3 separate regions of the Danio rerio genome follow, and regions 2 and 3 are each linked to region 1. Evidence: chromatin contacts called from public Micro-C data. All regions are on one chromosome and are shown on one strand. Each heading gives the region's core, a stretch centred on a gene start, on an enhancer-like site or on the middle of the called end of the contact. The rest is flanking DNA. Distances are from core to core; before and after follow the strand shown.

Region 1 (2,740 bases), core at 84-2,583:
AGAGCTTCAATAGTTCTGCAAAGAAATTCCAGTGGCCAGATGTGCAAATCTCCATTCATACTCACAAATTCAAGTTTGTGCTTTAACAAATTAAATACTAAATGTTGGATGAATTAATTAAAATATGTAATAATAATGGTATATTGTAATCCTACACACCTCTGGGGCCAGCACAAATGTCTGTAGGAATTTCCTCATGGGTTGTCCATTATTGGAAAGCTCTCCCATCACCTGAACAACCACACCATCACTCAGCGTGGCATGGGCATCCACATGCCGGATTTTAGTGTGGCATTCGCTGAACTGCAAGGACATAACCTTTTTGTGTATCTCCTGTAGATGGGAAAAACAAATGAGTAGACGTACAATTCAGCTTACCTGAACACACAACAATCTTTTAAACTTACTGCTTGCCCATAGACTGCTTCTGAAAGTTTCCCATTCGAATCCAGTCCGCCATGGACGTAAGATGAGTTTCGTCCATAAAATCTGCATCACAAAAATGTTTTGAATAACTTGTATTTTAATATGATAAAGCCATGTGAGGAGACATTATGAAATTATGATTTTGTAAGGCATACCTGTGCAGAAAGTCCGGTGCTTTATTTAGCAGTGTGTAATACTGTCTCACAAACTCCCGCCCTACCAGCAGGGGACTGGGCTTCTCCATCACCATTTCCTTCCTAAAAAAATATTTTTTTCTGAAAGAAAAAATATTGTTACTGACAACCACTGTAACAACAACAATATATAAACAAACATAAACTACTGACAAAAATAAAACAATTAAGAAATAAAAAAAAACAGGTCACTTTCACTTTTGCATTTTCATTTATGTATTTAAATGGAATCAATACTCCAAAAAAAAAGGCTTTAAATGCATCCCGTGTCATTTATTATAATCATGCCTACATGAGGGCTGTATTCAATGCAATTAGATAACAAAGAAACTGAGCATTTTAACTTTACAATCTGAAATCTGTCAATAGCGTCACAATCAACCTTTATTACCCGCATTCACACAAATTTATTTATGACTGATCAGAATGAATCCAGTTAGACTAAATAGAAGTGAAGCATGTCGAAATCAACAAAATGCTTAGAAGACCTATAGATGTGTGGCACTTACCTTTTTTCTGGGATGTATTTGATTGGTCTAAGTGACTGAATAATTCTGAAAAATTATTCGATTCGTCTGATATATTTAGAACAGCTGTTTTAGTGACAGCGCCAGCTACTTGAAACCACAGAGAGATAGAAATAGCATCTATGCGGTGTTATTATTGTAAATGCTGCTGTTTGGATTCTTATTGTCTAACCCCTGCGATCTGGGACAAGAACCCCCGTCACACCAGAACAGCCAATCAGCTTCTTACACTCGACAACACAATTATGACGCTCCTACAACGCATTCTTTTGACCCCTGTCAACAACGCCATAACGGGCAAGATATGCCGTTAAATTCGCACAATAAATGGTCTTGGATGGTTATAGAACAATAAGGTTTTGAGAGTTTGTTACGAGACGTTATTTACCTATTTGGTCAAGGATATTTCAATTTTACGCACTACGTAGCATTTCCTTGTGTTACATTTATTAGTGTCCGGCTGATATGATTTTTAAGCTGGTTGATAAGCTCGCATTCCTGATGATTTTAATATATTAATACATAGTGATATTTTTAAAATAATTTGCAGGCTGAAATTTCATGTCGAGGTGCTGTTGGTGAAAATGACGGCGGAAACGAAGCGCTTATGTCGGTATGATTTAGTAGAAACACAAAAGCGTCATTAGAAAGAAATAAAAGAACAGTCGGCAAACATCATTATGATCACCAGTTATCCAGTAGGGGGCACTTGGTGGCTCAGAATGCAAAGCGCTATCAAGCCATCAAAATCCTGCAGAGAAATTTAAGAAATTTACAAATGTTAGTAAATAGAAAACATGTGTCTAAGGCAAGTCCATTAATTTCTAATAATTTGGTACATAATTCTCACCAACAGGTTATTTTTAATCTAACAATAAGAACTGACAAGCAGTAAGAAAAACAACAACTATCACGTGACAAAACCGTTGGCGTGTTGCTTCATCTTTTATGTGAGCAATAGTTTAAATAGGACACTTTTTAAAATAAATATTGTTTTTACAAACAATTTTTAAAACATGCCAAAGAGAGATAAATTAAAATGTAAATTAGCACAAAAACAGAAAACAGATTCATCCGACCAATTAGAGACAACCTCATGGCCACTAAGCCACGCCCTATTGAGGTCCCCATACTTTTCAAGCGCTTTCTTTCTACTTGCTCTATTTTAATTCGATACTATAGTCGGATCATTTCAAGCATTGCTAAGTTAGTTAATTTCTGCTAAGGATAATATCTTGTTTTTTTTTTACGGTTTATAAAAACGTTCCTTAAACAAAAGCTTGAGCACAATCCGGTGTCAGTAAGTTCATGTTGCTTTTGTTAGCTCAGAAAGACTAGATATTGTAGAGTCTGAAATGAAGCTTTTCTAGTGTTATCCGAGAATATAACATCGTAAACTCCATAAGTAGAGGGCCGGGTCATTTTCTTATGTTAAATTAGATAATAATCGCTAAACAATGGCTGGGACAGTAAGTCTAGAGTTAGACCCTATCTTTCTGAAGGGACTGGGGTATCTTCACTCCAAGAGCAAAGACTCGGCAGAGAAACTCAAGGCCCTGCTAGATGAGTCTTTAGCCAGAGGCAGTGACTCCA
Region 2 (2,865 bases), core at 341-2,840, 310 kb after region 1:
AATGATGAAGGTGATTGAAAATGGTATGATGAAACTTTAATTAATGGCTATTTGCAGTACTATGTTTTTTTTTTGTTTTTTTTTTAGGTCTATGTTACAAAATGTAAAGGTACAAATGGATTTAAACATGTCAAAGATGCCAAAAGGATAAAATATGTCTCATGTAAAAAAAAGAGATGAGTGAAAGAAGAAATAGGTTTAAGTAATAGACGAATGAAGTATGTGGTAACGGGGTGGGAAAATAATAGGCTTGTGCTTCATCCCAGTCCATTTTCGAAAATGTTTTTTATTTTATTTTATTTTTTTATGATATTTTATGTATATTTTTGATCCAAAATAAATAAATCAAATCAAAACTTCTTTTTTCCCCCTTTTAATGTAGGAATTTCAACTGTGGTATTAAATATTAAAATGCTCATGCCTATTTACTGGAGTTGTGAAGTAAACTTTGTGCAGGATATCTTTTAGTTACATAGTTCAACTATTCTATTTCTACATGTTGTTTAATATCTATTCAACAAAACTAAGTAAAATAATTCATTTTTAATCGTTGCTTCTATGACATTTAAATTAAATTTTCTATTATTAACACTTAGCCAGTGGGGCTTTGCCAACTATTTTTTTTCTTTAATATTGTACTGCGTTGGTTTGTTATGATTATTTTATTTACTATTTCATATTTTAGTATCTATTTTGCATGCACATTAACCAATATTATTAACATGTTAACAACATCAAAACATGAATAAGTTAGAAAATTAAATACAAAAGCACACTGTTCTTCATTTTAAACAGGTGCATCTCAGAATGTGATTTTTACTTTATGTAAATGATCTACACAGCCACAGGACCCTTTATCTTTTTACTTATTTTCAACGTATTAGAGAGGCAACAAACTCACTGCTAAAATTAAAAACTATTTGCTACAATTGTTTAATACCTTGTTTCTGGATACAGGCTATAGTTTAGCTACAGTCGTGTGATGGGGAAATAGCATTACAAAACTGTAAGTCAGACGATGTTTGGGCAAAATTATGGCCATTCGCGTCCTTTCTATCGTGCAGAAAATAGATTTATGTTCATCTACAATCAAAAACAGAACAACCATTATGAAAAAAATATAAATATAGGCTACCACGAATGTATGTATATGCTTTTTTGTTATAATTTATGTGGATCAAAAATATAGTTTAACTTAAGCGCCCCACACAGCATAATGGCTAAATAATATACTTTAAAGTAGCCAAGTCAAACTTAATCTCTACAGGCCTAGCTAACATCGCGTCTTAATCAAAATCCATAAAATAACTTTACTCTTGAAAAACGAGAGATTTTTCCTGGTAACGTTAGCCTATTCCCGAAGAGTAACTTCTCCATGGCACAAAACCCAATTATGTTAGCATAATTAGCGTTGTGATATGCTTATGTACCCGAAAAAAAGAATAAAAAAACTTCTTGTGATCTAAAAGCAGGCTAATGCCAGTTACATTAGCCATAAAACATTAGCAGAACCTAATTTCTGTTTCTCTGCAGCCTCTCCTACTGTGTCGTAAACTCATGTCTTCCTGACTCAGCTGTTGTGCGCAGGCGCAGTATGACAGTACTGCACCACGGTTTTGCTGTGACGTTTATGACAGAGACAAGTCCGAACAAATATCTCGCTACGAAAAATTATTTTAAGACACAACACTTTGATAAACGAGTCAGTTTCGCTTATTTACGCATTATATTGGAACATGTTATTCATGGAGACCGATAAAAATAAATTACAGCGTTGAACTGATTGTTTTCGCAGTATCATCATCATTTGGTTTTACCTGTGAAGCGAATTAATTTCGAAAATCAATAAAGATGATGAACGTCGAGGATGAACTGACCACAGCAGCAGCCACCGGAAACATTTCCCATGTTCAGTTTTTACTTTCTAACGGAGTGAATGCCAATGTGGTTAACAAATTTAGAAGAACGCCTATACAGGTAGGTTTAGACGCGCTTTAAGAATAAACAACGGAAATAAACAAATGCAAATAAATAAATAAGATTAATTGCAGATATGTAACATTAAATTAGTAACATACAATTCAAAGACTTATTTTGTATTAAAGGTCATATTATTTAACAAATTTAGGCTATTTCATATTTTCACACCTGTTTGACTATATGGGATTTACTTTTCTTTTTTTTTTTTAAATATTAGGCTATTTGTGTATTTATTTTACTCATTTTAGCATGTTTAAGAACCTTTTAGGCTACTTAAACGGCCTGAAACATGTTTACCAATAGCGTGTTATCAACCTATATAATACTAACAACACTTTCTATCTTTTAGTAATGTCATTAATTTTAACATTATAATTTTAACTTATAGCTACATTCTTAGAAATTAGTCCGAAATAAGACAAGGAGTTTTGGATGTATTGTCAAAGTTCAAATTATTCAAAGAAAACTAAAATCTTATTGAAAACGAAAGTCCCAATGTACTATAACTGTGTATAAAAACCAAATGTTTACAATTATATATAAGAGATAGATAGATAGATTTATATACATAACAATAAATAAATAAGACATTTTATAGATCTTAATTTCAGATAAATTTTAAACTATTAAATCATATCTCTATGTGCGAGAAGAATGGCACACTACTTGCTAATTCACTCCCGAAAGCTTTGTTGGCATCGATGGTTTTAAGAAGAACCTTTTGCATCTATGGAGAAAATTTTTGAAAAATGTGCCTTTAAACTATTAAAATGTTTATTTCATTTTTTGACAATAAAAATACTTCTTTTGGAAGCTTTGTAATAGGTTTTCTGTGCGGAACCAGAAGGGCATCACTGCGAAAACCCTTTTCCTCTTATTGCCATG
Region 3 (2,907 bases), core at 289-2,788, 330 kb after region 1:
AAATGTTAGTATTTGATGTCAATATTACATTGGTTTAAGATATTGGCTCAGCGTTGGATTTTGGTCACTTTTTTAACACAATCTAAAATCAACCAAATATCGACGTCATCTGATGTCATTATTGGACAACAAAATAACGTTGTCCTTAGACACTGGAAAGATGTTGAATTTTGGTGTCCTGTCATCACAATCAAATTTAAAATAATATTAGCAACTTATGAAGTTGTGTGCCTGCTGGGCAATAACTAAATGCACAACAGAATGTTACGTTTAAACACATTCACAAATTAGATGTAAATGCATCAGCTTTTTGCACCGTAATACTCACTACTCTTGAGTACTTTTGAAAGGTCTACTTTTTACTCATACTTTAAAAAATATAAAAACAGATACTTTTACTCTATTTGCACTACATTTTTAGGCAAGTAATGGTAATTTTACATAAGTATTTTTTTCAGTACTCTTTTCACCACTGGAAATAACTAAACAGTGGTCTTAAATTTTCTCAAGTCAAGGGTTGGAGCCAGAATATGGAAACTGCTTACATTCTAGCTTAAAAAGCAGACATCATGGACATTACCAACAGTTGACGTAAGGAAGTCAACTGTTGAATATTGTATTTGTGGCATTATTTTGTGGATTTTATAGATGGTGCTATTTTCCATGTGGAAAAAATCAGCATACTGGTTAGGCAGGTTTTGACACATGGCTGCTGGTTTAAGATAGCTTTTGCTAATTATGAGCTGGTTAAAACCAGAAAAGAATCAGCTAATGACCAGCAAGAACCAGCTTAAACCCACTAATGACCATAAAGAACTAACTGAAACAAGCAATAACCTGCCTTAACTAGCTGATGACAACTATTAACCAATTTTAATCAGCAGCCACGAGTTAAAAAAAAAATACATTTTTTGGTCAAAGTTGTTGATAAAACTTTTAAGTTTTACACTTCTATAAAAATCATTCTCCTCTCACTCACGTGAAACGTAATTTTATTTTACATGTGCAGCACCAACAAATACTTGTGCCCATTTAAGCCTTAAATACTTCATGACTAACGTTAGTTTCTTTTTGTTGTTATTTCGTGTGTCTTTTACCTACCTATAATATTACAATTTAATATAACGTTAACCCTTCCCATGTAGACACGAGGTACTCTCTAGCATTATTAGCTAGCATCATTGCTTCTCCATCAACCAGGAAATTGTTTGGCAGTGATCCGTGTGGTGGTACCTGGTTATTCTCTTCATGCTAAATAAAATGCGAAACTGAAAACTGGCATTAAAATATTAGAAAAGCTTTATATTTTGACGAATACAGTAGACTGATTTACAGCATAATGTTCATTCCAGGACCCAAGTGATCCAACATTTGGTAAGTTCACGTTAAAACGCGGAAGTATCCCATTTTTAAACTATTTTCTCACATATATCTTGTGTTGTATTTCATGATGACACTGTTCAAATTACCTTTACGTGACTGTTTGATGTCATTTTCTTCAAAGTGCAGAAAAATACCAAGAGAGCTTTCTACTTCTTTCTTGGGTGTCGCTGCGCAAACGAAGAAAGTGCATTAGCGCCCCCTAATGTGGAGTAACTTACAAACAATCAAAACTACAGACGGTATCAAGTTAGATGTAAACTAGGATCAGGGACATTCTGTGCATGGGAATTGGGAACACAATAATAATAAATACAAAAAAAAATGATGTTTTCACCATCGAGAAAATACATGTATTTGAAAAATTATGTGTTAGATCTCTGCATTTTTTCATATTATTGTAGATACTGTAGCCTACAGTTAAATGTCACAGTCTTAAATTTCTTTTATACTTTTTGCAACAAATCACATTGGATGAACTTTTTCTTCGACATTTTACATGATGTACATTATTAAAATATTAAAAAGAAAATATTCTGTCAATCTTGTCAATATACAGCTATAGGGAAGAAAATTAGGAGACCACTTGAATATTCTTTTTTTTTCTGTATTTGCAAATTACAGATATAAATTTGAGTGTTTTATCTTTATCTTATTTACCCAAAGATGTTAACTTTTACAATCAAATTTTGTATTTATCTTTAGACAACACCATAGGCTACTAATGTTTTGACTTCAGTAGAGCCAAGAAATCAATATTTAGTGAAGCCAATCACAACAAATGAAAAACAAATATATTCTGAAAAATAATCACTTTCTAAATAAACACTTTACAATAAACTGCCACTAGTTAATGTATTTACTAGCATCAACCAATGAACACGTTTAAATAATTTATTAATCAAGTTAAGGTTAGTTTACATTTACTAATGCTTTATTAAAATCAAAAGCTGCTTTTTATGTGGAATAATTGTTAACAGATCATCAAAAAAAATCTTAATATTTTACTTAAACCCATAACTACTTAATCCGTTAAATCTTGAAGTGGTGTCTTAATTTTTTCCCAATATATTCCCAATCTGTATATTGATTCAGTATTAAAATATAATAATAATAAATGTAAATATAATGTTTACATTTTATAAATGAGAAAAAACAATTGACCAAATTAGTGATAACAAAAATAGATCATTACAGAAAGCAATGAGCAAGTCAATACATTTAGATTAGCCTTTTCAATTTATTTGAAACAATCAAATAAAAAACGAACAGTTTAAAAATTGGTGACTTTGAACCTGCTTGCAGGTTTGAAATTTTAAAATCTGTAATGTACATGTACATACATTCTCTAAAAATTTTGTATTCAAAAAAAGAAATCAAATCATAATCATCACATTTAAAGTCCAACCCTTCTCTGTTTATTAAAAATAAAATGCATTTGGCCATCACACAAAAAAGAAAAGTATCTGAATTAACAAGTTGAAAAGTTCACAAAAACGTTGTGTACAAAATCATGATGGCAATGGA

Evidence for each region. A called contact is a pair of places that touch in the nucleus more often than the background predicts.
Region 2: a contact with region 1 is called in a Micro-C map of caudal fin, with 3 times the contacts expected there. The contact joins the promoter of cdkn2a/b here to the promoter of g3bp2a in region 1. A contact is called at or near these places in 2 of 18 Hi-C or Micro-C datasets (caudal fin and an unstated tissue) and 1 of 4 datasets of contacts at active chromatin or transcription factors (embryo).
Region 3: a Micro-C map of caudal fin shows a contact between it and region 1, with 4 times the contacts expected there. The contact joins the promoter of mtap here to the promoter of g3bp2a in region 1. A contact is called at or near these places in 2 of 18 Hi-C or Micro-C datasets (caudal fin and hematopoietic stem cells) and 1 of 4 datasets of contacts at active chromatin or transcription factors (embryo).

The regions. Positions count from the first base shown.
Region 1 is chr1:28,090,935-28,093,674 of GRCz12tu, reverse strand. g3bp2a (G3BP stress granule assembly factor 2a) reads right to left here and starts at 1,333. Exons shown (of 13, transcript NM_001080563.1): 1 at 1,126-1,333; 2 at 582-701; 3 at 408-489; 4 at 160-333. The coding sequence starts at 676. ints12 (integrator complex subunit 12) reads left to right here and starts at 2,310. Exons shown (of 6, transcript NM_001002161.3): 1 at 2,310-2,740. The coding sequence starts at 2,605.
Region 2 is chr1:27,777,639-27,780,503 of GRCz12tu, reverse strand. cdkn2a/b (cyclin-dependent kinase inhibitor 2A/B (p15, inhibits CDK4)) reads left to right here and starts at 1,590. Exons shown (of 2, transcript XM_002660468.7): 1 at 1,590-1,977. The coding sequence starts at 1,852. All of the region lies in intron 3 of LOC137490010, which reads right to left.
Region 3 is chr1:27,757,217-27,760,123 of GRCz12tu, reverse strand. It overlaps mtap (methylthioadenosine phosphorylase), which reads right to left and starts at 1,538. Exons shown (of 8, transcript NM_200554.1): 1 at 1,470-1,538. The coding sequence starts at 1,493. It overlaps toporsa (topoisomerase I binding, arginine/serine-rich a), which reads right to left. Exons shown (of 3, transcript NM_001305555.1): 3 at 2,601-2,907. All of the region lies in intron 3 of LOC137490010, which reads right to left.